Regions from separate parts of the Mus musculus genome. Here region 2 is linked to region 1. A link is a contact called in public targeted proximity ligation data. All regions are on one chromosome and are shown on one strand. The core of a region is the stretch at or near the end of the contact, and the rest is flanking DNA. Distances in the headings are between cores, read along the strand shown. Region 1 holds the start of Slc3a2 (solute carrier family 3 (activators of dibasic and neutral amino acid transport), member 2). Region 2 has its middle 49 kb from the start of Scgb1a1.

What was found.
Region 2: a targeted proximity ligation map of the SCID.adh cell line shows a contact between it and region 1, with 14 read pairs. A contact is called at or near these places in 1 of 39 promoter capture datasets (cranial neural crest), 5 of 130 datasets of targeted methods (the SCID.adh cell line, embryonic stem cells, intestinal villus epithelium and 2 more) and 1 of 9 other capture datasets (liver).

The regions. Positions count from the first base shown.
Region 1 is chr19:8,711,016-8,716,716 of GRCm38.p6, reverse strand. Slc3a2 (solute carrier family 3 (activators of dibasic and neutral amino acid transport), member 2) reads left to right here and starts at 2,820. Exons shown (of 9, transcript NM_008577.4): 1 at 2,820-3,375; 2 at 3,814-3,987; 3 at 4,789-4,883. The coding sequence starts at 2,970.
Region 2 is chr19:9,036,486-9,042,186 of GRCm38.p6, reverse strand. It overlaps a transcript of Ahnak not described here. Among named protein-coding and RNA genes, the nearest start is that of Scgb1a1, 49 kb to the left of the region's middle.

The DNA of each region.
Region 1 (5,701 bases), core at 1,571-4,070:
TTACCCACTGAGCCATCTCACCAGCCCCTACTTTGAACTTTTCATGCCTCCACTTCCTGGGGTTTTAGGCCTGTGCCTCCTCTGTGCCTGGTTTATGTGGTGCTAAGGATAGAACTCAGGGCTTTCAAATGCTAAGCAAGCACTGGCTGAGCTCCACCCCCAGTCCTTCATCCTTCACTGCTTTGGTGTTGCAGATTGAACCCTGGGCCTTGCACATGGTAGGAAAGCACCGGTCTTCTGAACTGCATCGTCAGTCCTTTAAGTTTATATAGTCAACTGTGTTAGTTATTGTGTTCTATCCCTGGTAAGGGAAAGCAATCTACGTAGAGCATTGAGAGATGCTGTCACTTGAGTCAGAGCTTGAAGGAGGAAGAGTAACTTAGCAGGAAGATCCAAACAGCAGGACAGCATGCACAGGAGGCATTAAGAATGGAAACACCCTGTGTGTCGTGACTCTGGCAGGTGCTAGAAAGCTGCTGTGGCTGAACAGTAGTGATTAGGAAGGGTGCTGCTGAAAAGACTGATGGGAGCTCACGTCTCCTCTCTAAGATGCTTAGGAATAGATTTCTGCCACTTGGAGGTGGGGGCGGGGAGATACTGTGTTACCTTAAATTTTACTTACTTTGTGGAGGGCAGTGCGCATGTGTGGAGGGCAGTGCGCATGTGTGGAGGGCAGAAGACAGCTCCTGGGAATCAGTTCTCCTTTCACTGATCTTCACTGATCACTGAGGAGTGAGCTCAGGTTTGCTGGCTAGGCACCTTCACCAGAGGAACATCTTTTTTCTCTTTTTGGTCTTTTTTTTTTTAAAGATTTATTTATTCATTATATGTAAGTACACTGTAGCTGTCTTCAGACGCTCTCGTTAATGGATGGTTGTGAGCCACCATGTGGTTGCTGGGATTTGAACTCCGGACCTTCAGAAGAGCAGTAGGGTGCTCTTACCCACTGAGCCATCTCACCAGCCCTTTGGTTTGGTTTTTTGAGACAGGGTTTCTCTGTGTAGCCATGGCTGTCCTGGAACTCACTCTGTAGACCAGGCTGGCCTCGAACTCAGAGATCCACCTGCCTCTGCCTCCCGAGTGCTGGGATCAAAGGTGTGCGCCACCACGCCCGGCTCCAGATGAACATCTGGTTGGTTTGATCCATCTTGTTTTCAGTTTGGTTGATTGAAACACCATGTTTCTAATGAGCATTTCATCAAACCCTTTCAAGGAGTGCTTCTGCTTCACAGTCCACAAACCTTGAGCTTTCACGCTGTGTATAAACTCTGCATTGGACTTTTCTTATCTGTCATGCCCAGGGCAAGGTAGGACTCTTATCAACTATGAACACTAGCATGACCCTTAGCCTCTTCCCTCTTCCTAGGAGCTGGTGTATAGACTTTTCTCTAGTGAGGCCGGGGAGGACTTTGGGAATTCAAAAGGACAGTGGCAGGTGATGAGACTTTTCATATCCCTTCCTCTCTACTGTTCTGGCCTTGGCTTCTGCTTTCTTCCAAATACATAGCAATCTTGGCTGCCGGCCTACGTGGGGAGAGGGAGAAAGGACCTGTTGTTTCCTTCCGATTCTCTCTGAAAATAACCTAATTGGAACACAAAGTTCCTGAAATTGTTGGCACCTCCTAGAGTTGATGTTCACTTTTCACTTGTCCCTGCTGCTAACCCAGTCTGCCCCATTTACCCTTCCTCTTGCCAAGGACCTCTGCCGGGGGAATTTGAGAAACTTTCAAAGTGTGAGGGAACTAAGCTGGTTCCAGGGCCTAGCATAGTCAACTGATGTAGCCCGGCACACTAGAGGGTTTGAGAGTTATTGCAAGGTGGTTAAGAGTTAGAACAGGGGCTGGAGAGATGGCTCAGCAGTTAAGAGCACTCACTGCTCTTTCAAAGGTCCCGAGTTCAATTCCCAGGAACCACATGGTGGCTCACAACCATCTGTAACGAGTTCTGACGCCCTCTTCTGGTACATCTGAAGACAGCTACAGTGTAGTCACATATAATAAGTGAGTAAATAGTTCTTCTGGTGCATCTGAAGACAGCTACAGTGTAGTCACATATAATAAGTGAGTAAATAGTTAAAAAATAGTAAATAGTTAAAAAAAAAAGAAAAAAAGAGTTAGAACAGCTTGTATATTAAAAGGGTAGGTGCCTCAATACCTTCGGAATGTTTATTACAGCCCCATTAATCTCTTCTGGATGCCTGATTCCCAGTAATCCAACATTCTTGCTAGTAACTAGGGTAAGATAATAAGGGTAGTGACCACTTCAATTCTGCAGTTGAATTTTAAAATCAAGAAGAACGGATTAGAGTTGATCCTATGCAGTTGATGAAGCAAAGGATTGGAGTGGGTGCCCAGTAAATAGTTGCTGCCTGAGGAATTAAATTCAAGGAGTCTTGAAAGGTGAGTACGTGTAAGCCCCGAGGAGAATCCAGGAACTCAGCTAAGTCCGGAGTATGAGAAGATGTACGTAAAGCAGAAGTGAGATGTAGTGCCAAGGTCTGTGTGAAGTTGGGGAGATCAGCCTGAGCCGTGCTTGGGGCGAAGGGATCACGATGTGGATGGAGACTGGTGTCATCTTGTGGAGAGAAAAGAGGCCTCGCAGGGTAAGGGGCCGGAAGGTCGGAGGAGGGGCTTTGAAACCTGGTCAAGACAAATTCACGTTTGTTATTCTAAGGGTTTCTGACCACAAGCTCCCCTTCCCAGACTCTTGCAGGAATAAGCGTTAGGGATAGACGGGAGTATTCAGCGAGGCTGGAGGTGCGAAAAGACTTCTCTGCATCTCTTTAAGAGGCGGACCGGGGCGGAGTCCTGGGTCACTTCCCCGCCGCCACACCCGCCCAGCGGCAGAAGCAGTTAGGAAGCTCTGCTAGCCTCACGGCCACGGGACGCCTCTCTGAACGGGGATCCAGGCAGGATTAGAGCTGCCTCACTGACTACAGGCCGTGTCGTGTCACCGTTTCTGCAGGCACCATGAGCCAGGACACCGAAGTGGACATGAAAGATGTGGAGCTGAACGAGCTAGAACCGGAGAAGCAGCCCATGAATGCAGCGGACGGGGCGGCGGCCGGGGAGAAGAACGGTCTGGTGAAGATCAAGGTGGCGGAGGACGAGACGGAGGCCGGGGTCAAGTTCACCGGCTTATCCAAGGAGGAGCTACTGAAGGTAGCGGGCAGCCCTGGCTGGGTGCGCACCCGCTGGGCGCTGCTGCTGCTCTTCTGGCTCGGTTGGCTGGGCATGCTGGCGGGCGCCGTGGTTATCATCGTTCGGGCGCCGCGCTGCCGTGAGCTGCCTGTACAGAGGTGGTGGCACAAGGGCGCCCTCTACCGCATCGGCGACCTTCAGGCCTTTGTAGGCCGGGATGCGGGAGGCATAGCTGGTGAGTAGGGTGTGCACCCTCATCCCTTGCCCCCATGAATCCCTCGTTTAATCGGGCATTCTGCTGCTTTTTTCCTTCCTCCTCGTCTTCTCTAGAACGCTGGTGATTCTTTACTGCAACCTATTTTTTTTGGGACGACTCCCTGGCAAAAATCCCCCCCCCTTTCTTTAAAAAAAAAAAAAAAAAAACGCTAGCCGGACCCCTACTTCTTCCTAAGGGTGCCTGACTCAGCACATCATCTTTCTCCTCTCCCCTCCCCCAACCACGCGGCCCTGAGCCAGTTCAAACCAGTTTCTGAAGTAATGTGTGAGACTCCTTGCGTCAGCTACTTTGTCTCATGATCCAACCCGCGTCAGAGGGAGTCGGGAAGTGGTGGAGAGAATGTGGAGGCTGGAGGCTTTTCATGCCCTATTGGTTAACCCAACCCTCTCCTCCTAGGTCTGAAGAGCCATCTGGAGTACTTGAGCACCCTGAAGGTGAAGGGCCTGGTGTTAGGCCCAATTCACAAGAACCAGAAGGATGAAATCAATGAAACCGACCTGAAACAGATTAATCCCACTTTGGGCTCCCAGGAAGATTTTAAAGACCTTCTACAAAGTGCCAAGAAAAAGAGTAGGTCTTTCTAAGGAACTAGAAAGGGTTTGGCATTCTGGCCCAGAAACAGGATAGAGTTTTTGTCTGATTTTTCTCCTAACTGGCTCAGTTTTTTTGTGTCAGGCACAAGGGGGAATATGTTATGATTTACACTAAAAAATGTGCTTCATGCGTGAGCGTAATTTTTATGTATTTATTTTGGTTTTGGTTCTCAGGTAGGGTCTCACCATGTAATTGGTTGGCCTGTACCTGACTACCATGACCAGGCCGGATGAGAGTTTACAGAGCTCCCCTGGTCCCGAGTGCTAGACTTAAGTGTGTCACCATGGCTCGATAAAATAAATGGCTTTTAAATGTATAAAGTAGATCCTATATATAGAAGAGATTCAAATGCTGCTTTAGAGTTCACTATAGAGGGCTGACAACGTAGCTCAGTTTGTAAGAGTGCTTGTCTAGGATCCATGAAGACCTGAGTTTGATTCCTCAGCACAACACAAGCAGCATGTGCCTATAACCCCACACTTGGGAAGGAGATGTAGGGGCTTATTTATCCTCAGGCAGCCCGCCCACATACACAGAACCCTGACTTCATGGGAGGGGAAAATAAGAAAGAAACCAAAACCTCAGTATGGAAACTTGTGTGTGTGTGTGTGTGTGGGCGGAGGAGGAACTGCTCTAGTATAAAACCACCTGAGGGCTTTTGTGGGTTTCCTTCAGATTCTGTGCAAACCGTATGTAGGTTCACCTAGTAACCTGTGTTCAAGTTCCTTGTTTCCTCTTCTTCCCCAAAGGAGTTCTCTCAACTCGTTATTTTTCTAGGCATTCACATCATTTTGGACCTCACTCCCAACTACCAGGGCCAGAATGCGTGGTTCCTCCCTGCTCAGGCTGACATTGTAGCCACCAAAATGAAGGTGAGGTTTTATGGCCGACAGCATACAGATGTTGGTGCTGTGTGGATTTATTCACAGCAAGCCTCCTGTGCACTGTGTGGTTCTCCCAAGCAGGAATACCTCTTCCCATAGCCGGAGGGATAGGCCCAGGTGCACGGTGTTCTTCTTGTTTCTGTTCTGACTGCTTTGTGTGTGTGTGTGTGTGTGTATGTGTTTCCTTTACTCTAGAAGTGAGGCTGTGCCAGGAAGGGAATTTCTCAGATGTCAGTCTGGAACTGGAAGTTTAATTTTTCTTTTTGTGATAGGAAGTCTTTTCTTTCTCTGTGGGAACCCTGACCTGACTGGTTTCCCAGTTTTTGTTTGATGTATTTGGAACTGAGCCCAGTCTGAAATTATAAGTACTAGAGTCTTACTGTGTATCTGGTATTTTATCTTCCCCCATATTTTATTATTTTTTAAAGAGTTAACTCCACTATGAATGCTTTTTAAGATTTGTTTTTATGCATGAGTGTTTGTGCACTATGTGCATGTTTGGTACCCCAGCACTTGGGAGTTTAAGGTTATCCTCAGCAATGGAGATCTAGAACACAAATCTCCCAGCAACTAGCAAGAGCCAAATTGGGTGATTATAGGAGTCTCCAGAGGCAAGACAGAAAATAGAAAGGGTATTGGACAGTCAAGAAAGGATATTGGATCCCCTGGAGCTGAAGTTACAGATAGTTGTGAGCTGCTGCTACGTAGGTGCTGGGAACTGAACCTGGCTCCTCTGCAAAAGGGGCAAGCTCTTGACTCTGCGGAAGCTATTACCACTGAGCTCTCTCTCTAGCCTCCTGTCCCAA
Region 2 (5,701 bases), core at 1,002-3,501, 330 kb before region 1:
ACTCAGCTAATAAAGAAGGTTGCAGCTGAGCCTGACAATCTGAACTCCATCCTCCAGATCTTCACAGTGAAAGGTGAGAACCAACTCCCAAAAGTTGTCCTCCAATGTCCACTGACACATTGTGGCACATGCAAAAAAAAAAAAATGTTTAAGACAGTAACTCAGATTATGTAGTCCTGGGTAGCCTGGAACTTGCTATGTTGATCAGGCTGTCCTCTTACTCACATAAATCTACGTGCTCCTGCCTCCTAAGTACTGAGATTGGAGGTATGCACAACCGTGATCATGCCCATCAGTAAATGTAATTTTTGAACGAAAGAGATATTTGCTCATCAGTGCTCATAGCAGAACTATTCACAAAAGGTAGAAAGGCATCCTAAATATCCATCAACAGATAAGCAGGTAAATGTGGCATATACGAGAAATAAACTACTATTAATATAGAACAGAGATCATATTCTGACATGTGCTGTAACATTCAGAACACTACTACAAGTAAGCCAGACCCCAAAAAACAGATGTTTTAGAGTCCACTGATATGAGGTACTTGGAATCATGGGATTCACAGAGTCACACCAAGGAAGGTGGTTTCCAGGAGCTGGGTAATGGGAATAGGGAGTTGGTGTTTAATGACTATAGAGTTTGAGCTGAGGGAGATGGCAAGAGTTCTGGAGGTAGCATATGGTAAGGATCCCACAAGCACAGGCAGGTACTTAATATCACTGAAGTGAATATCCCAAAAGGGTAAAGCCAGGGGCTGGAGAGATGGCTCAGAGGTTAAGAGCACTAGCTGCTCTTCCAGAGCACCCAAGTCCAATTTTCAGAACCCAAAAGGCAGCTCACAGCTGTGTGTAACTCTTCTGGCCTCCAAGGACACCAGGCATGTATCTAGTACATGTAGAAGCAGGTGCACACATAAGCACAGTTCTCTCTCTCCCCCCCTCTGTCTCACTTCCTCTTTCTTCTCTCTCAAATAAAATAAATAGACTTAAAGGAGAAGGAGGAGGAGAAGAAGAAAAAGAAAAACAGTTAAAGCAGACCTAGTATCATAGACCTACAATTGGTCTGCACTTCTACCTACCTGGGAGGTTAAGGCAGAAGGATTCAAAGCTGGGCTACAGAATGAGTTCATATAAGTTGAAGCTTATCTCAAAGTAAAAAGTTAAAAACAGGACTTGGGAGAAGGGTGGTAAAGTGGTTGCCCAGCATGCATAGAGCCTTGAAGTCAATGCCCACGATGAATAAACCAGGTGTGACAACCAACTCATACTGTAATCCCAGCATTCATAAGGTGGAAGCAGAGGATCGGGAGTTCAAGGCCATCCTTGCAAATTCAGCAAGTTTGAGGCCAGCCTCAAGGTCATCCTCTGCTACATACTGAGATCAACTCAGCCTGGATTCCAAGAGAACTTTTGAAAAAAAAAAAAAAGAAAGAAAAAGAAGCCGGGCGTGGTGGCACACGCCTTTAATCCCAGCACTTGGGAGGCAAAGGCAGGTGGATTTCTGAGTTCGAGGCCAGCCTGGTCTACAGAGTGAGTTCCAGGACAGCCAGAGCTACACAGAGAAACCCTGTCTCGAAAAAACCAAAAAAAAAAAAAAGAAAAAGAAAAAGAAAAAGAAAGGTAAGAAGAAAAAGAATAAAGAAAGGAACCAGGTAGTGGTGGTATGTGCCTTTAATCACCAGGACTTGGGATGCAGAGGTAAGTGGATCTCTGTGAGTTTGAGGCCAGCCTGGTATACAGAGTGAGTTCCAGGACAGCCAAGAACACACACAGAGAAACCCTGTCTCAAAAAACAAAACAAAAAAACAAACAAAAAAAAGAGAGAGAAGAAAGAGTAGGAAGAAAAAGAAAAAAAGATGAGAGATATATAGCTCAATAGTAGGACTCTTGCCTAGAAATTTCAAAGCCCTGGGTTAAATTGCTCTTAGTAGAAAATAAAAAGGTTAAAATGGTATTTTAAAAGGTTATTTTAAAGCTTTTACCAAGTTCACGTGTGAGCATGACTCAGGCACTTAAATATAAAATGAACTGGGTGTGGTAGCACATGCCTGTCTGTAATCCTAGTACTGGGGGAGGGGGGGAGGCAGGAGGATCACAAGCGCCAAGCCAACATGAGCTACTCAGGAAGACCCCCACCTCCGTCTAAAAATAAACAAACAGAAAGAAAAAGCAAACAAATTATAGCCTGCACATGTTACAGCGCTGAAACGGCCTAGAGCCCGGCAGCTTCAGGGCTGCTCCGCTGCCCTTGAAACAGGGCGACGAGGTCTGCAGGAACATGGCTGCCTCAGCTGTAATTTGAGTTTCCACACTCCAACATCTCACCTTCAAAATGACCATTAGCCTTGAAGCCACAGACTGACCAGGCTCCCAGGTAGCTCCACCTGAATGGACTGACTTGCTGCTATTTTACTAAAATGACTGACCACTGCTGACCAACAGCAAGCTCTGTTGTACTCAAACTGGTTTTTTAGATCTCAGAGAAATGCCAAAACCTTCTTGTGATCTGCAGGCAAATGGCAGAGCCAGGTAAGCCCGGTGCCTGGAATCAGACAATCTGGTTGTCTGTCAAGTGATGTTTGACAGCACTGGGATTCTTATCATAAATCACCATGCCCAGCACAACTTAGTTTCTAGGTTGCATGTGCACAAGACCCTACATTCTAAGGAAGCATTCACAGTCAAGGGAGAGAGACATTCCTGTACTTTAGTCCAAGGCACGTGGGACTGGTGAGATAGGCCAGAGGGTAAAGGTGATTGCCTCTAATATCTGACTTAGGACCTGACTTTGATCCCTGAGACCTACGTGGTAGGAAGAGAGAACCATCTCACGCTTGTTCAGTATTTGAGTTATTTGGGAAAGAGATTTGATCCTAACCCCCTTTAAATTTCAAGACATTTAAACAATAATAAAACAAATTGAAAAAAGAAACAAGCACCTTGTTGGGATGGCAAATACACAAGAAACCAAACGGTTTCCCACGAGCAATAGAGCACTGTCTACCACGAAAGCCCAGTAGCCAGCCTGCAGCTCTTGCCATCTTCTGCCCATTTTGTTTGCTGAGCATTCTTTGCCCCACCCCACCCCCAGCCCCCTGCCTCATGTAGTCTAGTGGAAGTCCAGCAGTGTGGGAGCTAGTGTTAATATGCCCAGGAATCCTGGGAAACAGGGTCTTTGAGACTCAAGTGGGCCTGAATGGAGGGAGAGATCATCAAAAACTCAATCAGAGGATAGACTGGTAGGAAAGCCTAAAATCCTAACTACTGAAGAGGTTGAGGCAGGAGGATTAAAAGTTCCAGGTCAGCCAGAACAACTTAATTAGACTCTGACTCAAAAGAAAAATAAATAAATAAAAAGAGGGTTGGGGTTGCAAATCAGTAGCAGAGGGCTTATTCATGTCTCCAAGACCCTACATTCAACCCCCAGTCCTGCTAATAATAATAATAATAAATAATAATAATAATAATAATAATAATAATAATAATAATAATAATAATAATAATAATAAACAGTAAGGCAGGGCATTGGAAGGATCATGAAGACCAGATCTGTGGCCTGGCATCATGGCTCGGGGACCTGCAAAGACTCCAGCACAGGTGGAATGAAGGATGCCCTGTGGGAACAAAGGGCACAGAGATAGAAACTGGATCACAAACCATCTTGTATGCTAAGAACATGAACTTTACCCTACAAGTCACCAGCCACTGGAGACCTTAAAGAAATAAAGTAATACCATTTGGTCGAGCATGTGTGTTTGTTTTAAACCAACGCTCTGTGAGCCTACTACTCTAGCAGTGAAGAAAAATAAGACAGGAAGGCAGGAGGTGACTGCAGTCAGCAAAGAAAACCTCAGCCACCAGAGATGTCAAGGATGTGGGCGACCTGTGTGGTTACCAGAAATTAGCACAGAAATCAGGAGGGTGGGGGTCAGAGCAGGAAGAGATGGAGTCCAGTGCTGGGCACCTCAGAAGTGCTTGGAGGAGTATGGGCTTGGGATTCAGCAGGCCCCCCAAGGTTACCCAGATAATGAGGGAGGGAAAGAACCTGAAGATAAATCCACAAATCTGTGGAGGAATTATTACATTTGTGAGCTTATGGGGAAAGAGAGGCTACCGTGGAACCTGTCCTCAGTATGTGATATGGCCACTTCGGTTTATGTTTTGGTTGTTGTTTTGTTTTGTTTTTGAACAGATTCTATTTAACCTTGGTTGGCCCAGAACTCATCCTGTAGATCAGACTGGCCTTCGACTCAGAGTCTACCTGCCTCTGCCCCCAAATCCTGGGATTAAATGTGTGTTGCACCTTGCTCAGACCCCACTGTGTTATTCACAGAAGAGACCCTCACAAGAGAAGGTCTATCAGCATATTCCCCTCACAGCAATAGATGAAAACCACTCTCTCTGCTCGTATGAGATGGAAGGGTAACTAAGACATAGTGACCCCAATCTGTAGACCCAGCACTTGGGAAAATAAGGCAGGAAGATTTCAAGTTACTGTGAGTCTAGGGGTGGTCTAAAGTACAGAGGAAGACCTTGAATCAAAAATAACAAAAACAAAAACATGGGGGCTGGAGAGATGGCTCAGTTAAAAGAATTTGCAGCTCCTGCTGAGGACAGAACTACCTATCATGCCAGCTCCAGGGCACTTACGCCTCTCGCCTATGACCTCCACCAGCACTTGTGCTCAAATGTACATACTCATACAGACATCAGACACACACACACACATAATTAAAAATAATAAAAATATTTTTTAAAAGAGGTAGGAGAGAAGGTTTTGAATTTCTGGGTCCAGCAGGCCAGGGATTCCATATCCACAGCGCAGGAAGTCAGCACACCTGCCGGTGCTTTCCTGAGCCTTATCTCTGCATACACTCCTTCTCTAATGAAGGCTGTCATGTTTTCAGTCCCCACCACTTCACTCACCTGCATCTGGGGTGGAGTCTGATGCTGCCCCAGCTTTGTTGATAGCTTCCTTGGGTTTATTCTGGTCATTGCAGTCCAGGGATGAAGGTTGTACCGTGTTCTAATGATAAGGATAAAGATGATTATAGAGTGACTCAACCCCATCTTGTGGATTAACATTTCTCAAATGTATACTGTGGGTATGCACAAAAACACCAGAGAAGCCACCTTTCCCAAATTACCTGCAAACCTCCCAGCCCCTTCGTACCCTACACTGGAAGTTCTGGCTATAGAGAAGACAGCAGAGCCATCCTTCTGTGAAAGTCACATAAATTTCATCAGTAACTAGATCCAGTCCTCAAAGGCTTCGCAGGAACAAATGAGAGAGAAAAAAGAACTATGTTCAACACTATGAACATCCTGTAAGGAAAGAGGAGTTTTTATTGGACCAACAAACTGGTCAGTTATTGTCCACAGGACACCTTTTCTCTCCGTCCAGCACTAAGTTAAATGTCATAGAGCAGAACATACAACCAGTAGGCTGTACTCCACAAGGAGTTCCTGAAGACTTATGAGGTAGACCTCCAATCAAGGGTCATCTCCATTCTGGATGGAAGAATCCTGTCGGAAAGGAGAAACAGCATTGCCTTGGGATTTCCTGGCCATAGCCAGAGTCTACCAGACAGCAACATGGAAACCAGCTCATGGAGAACTTAGTTAGTGGCAGCAGCTTCTACAGGCTACTCTTTCCCTAGCATTCTAGCAAATTATTTTAGAGATGTATTTAGTTGTGT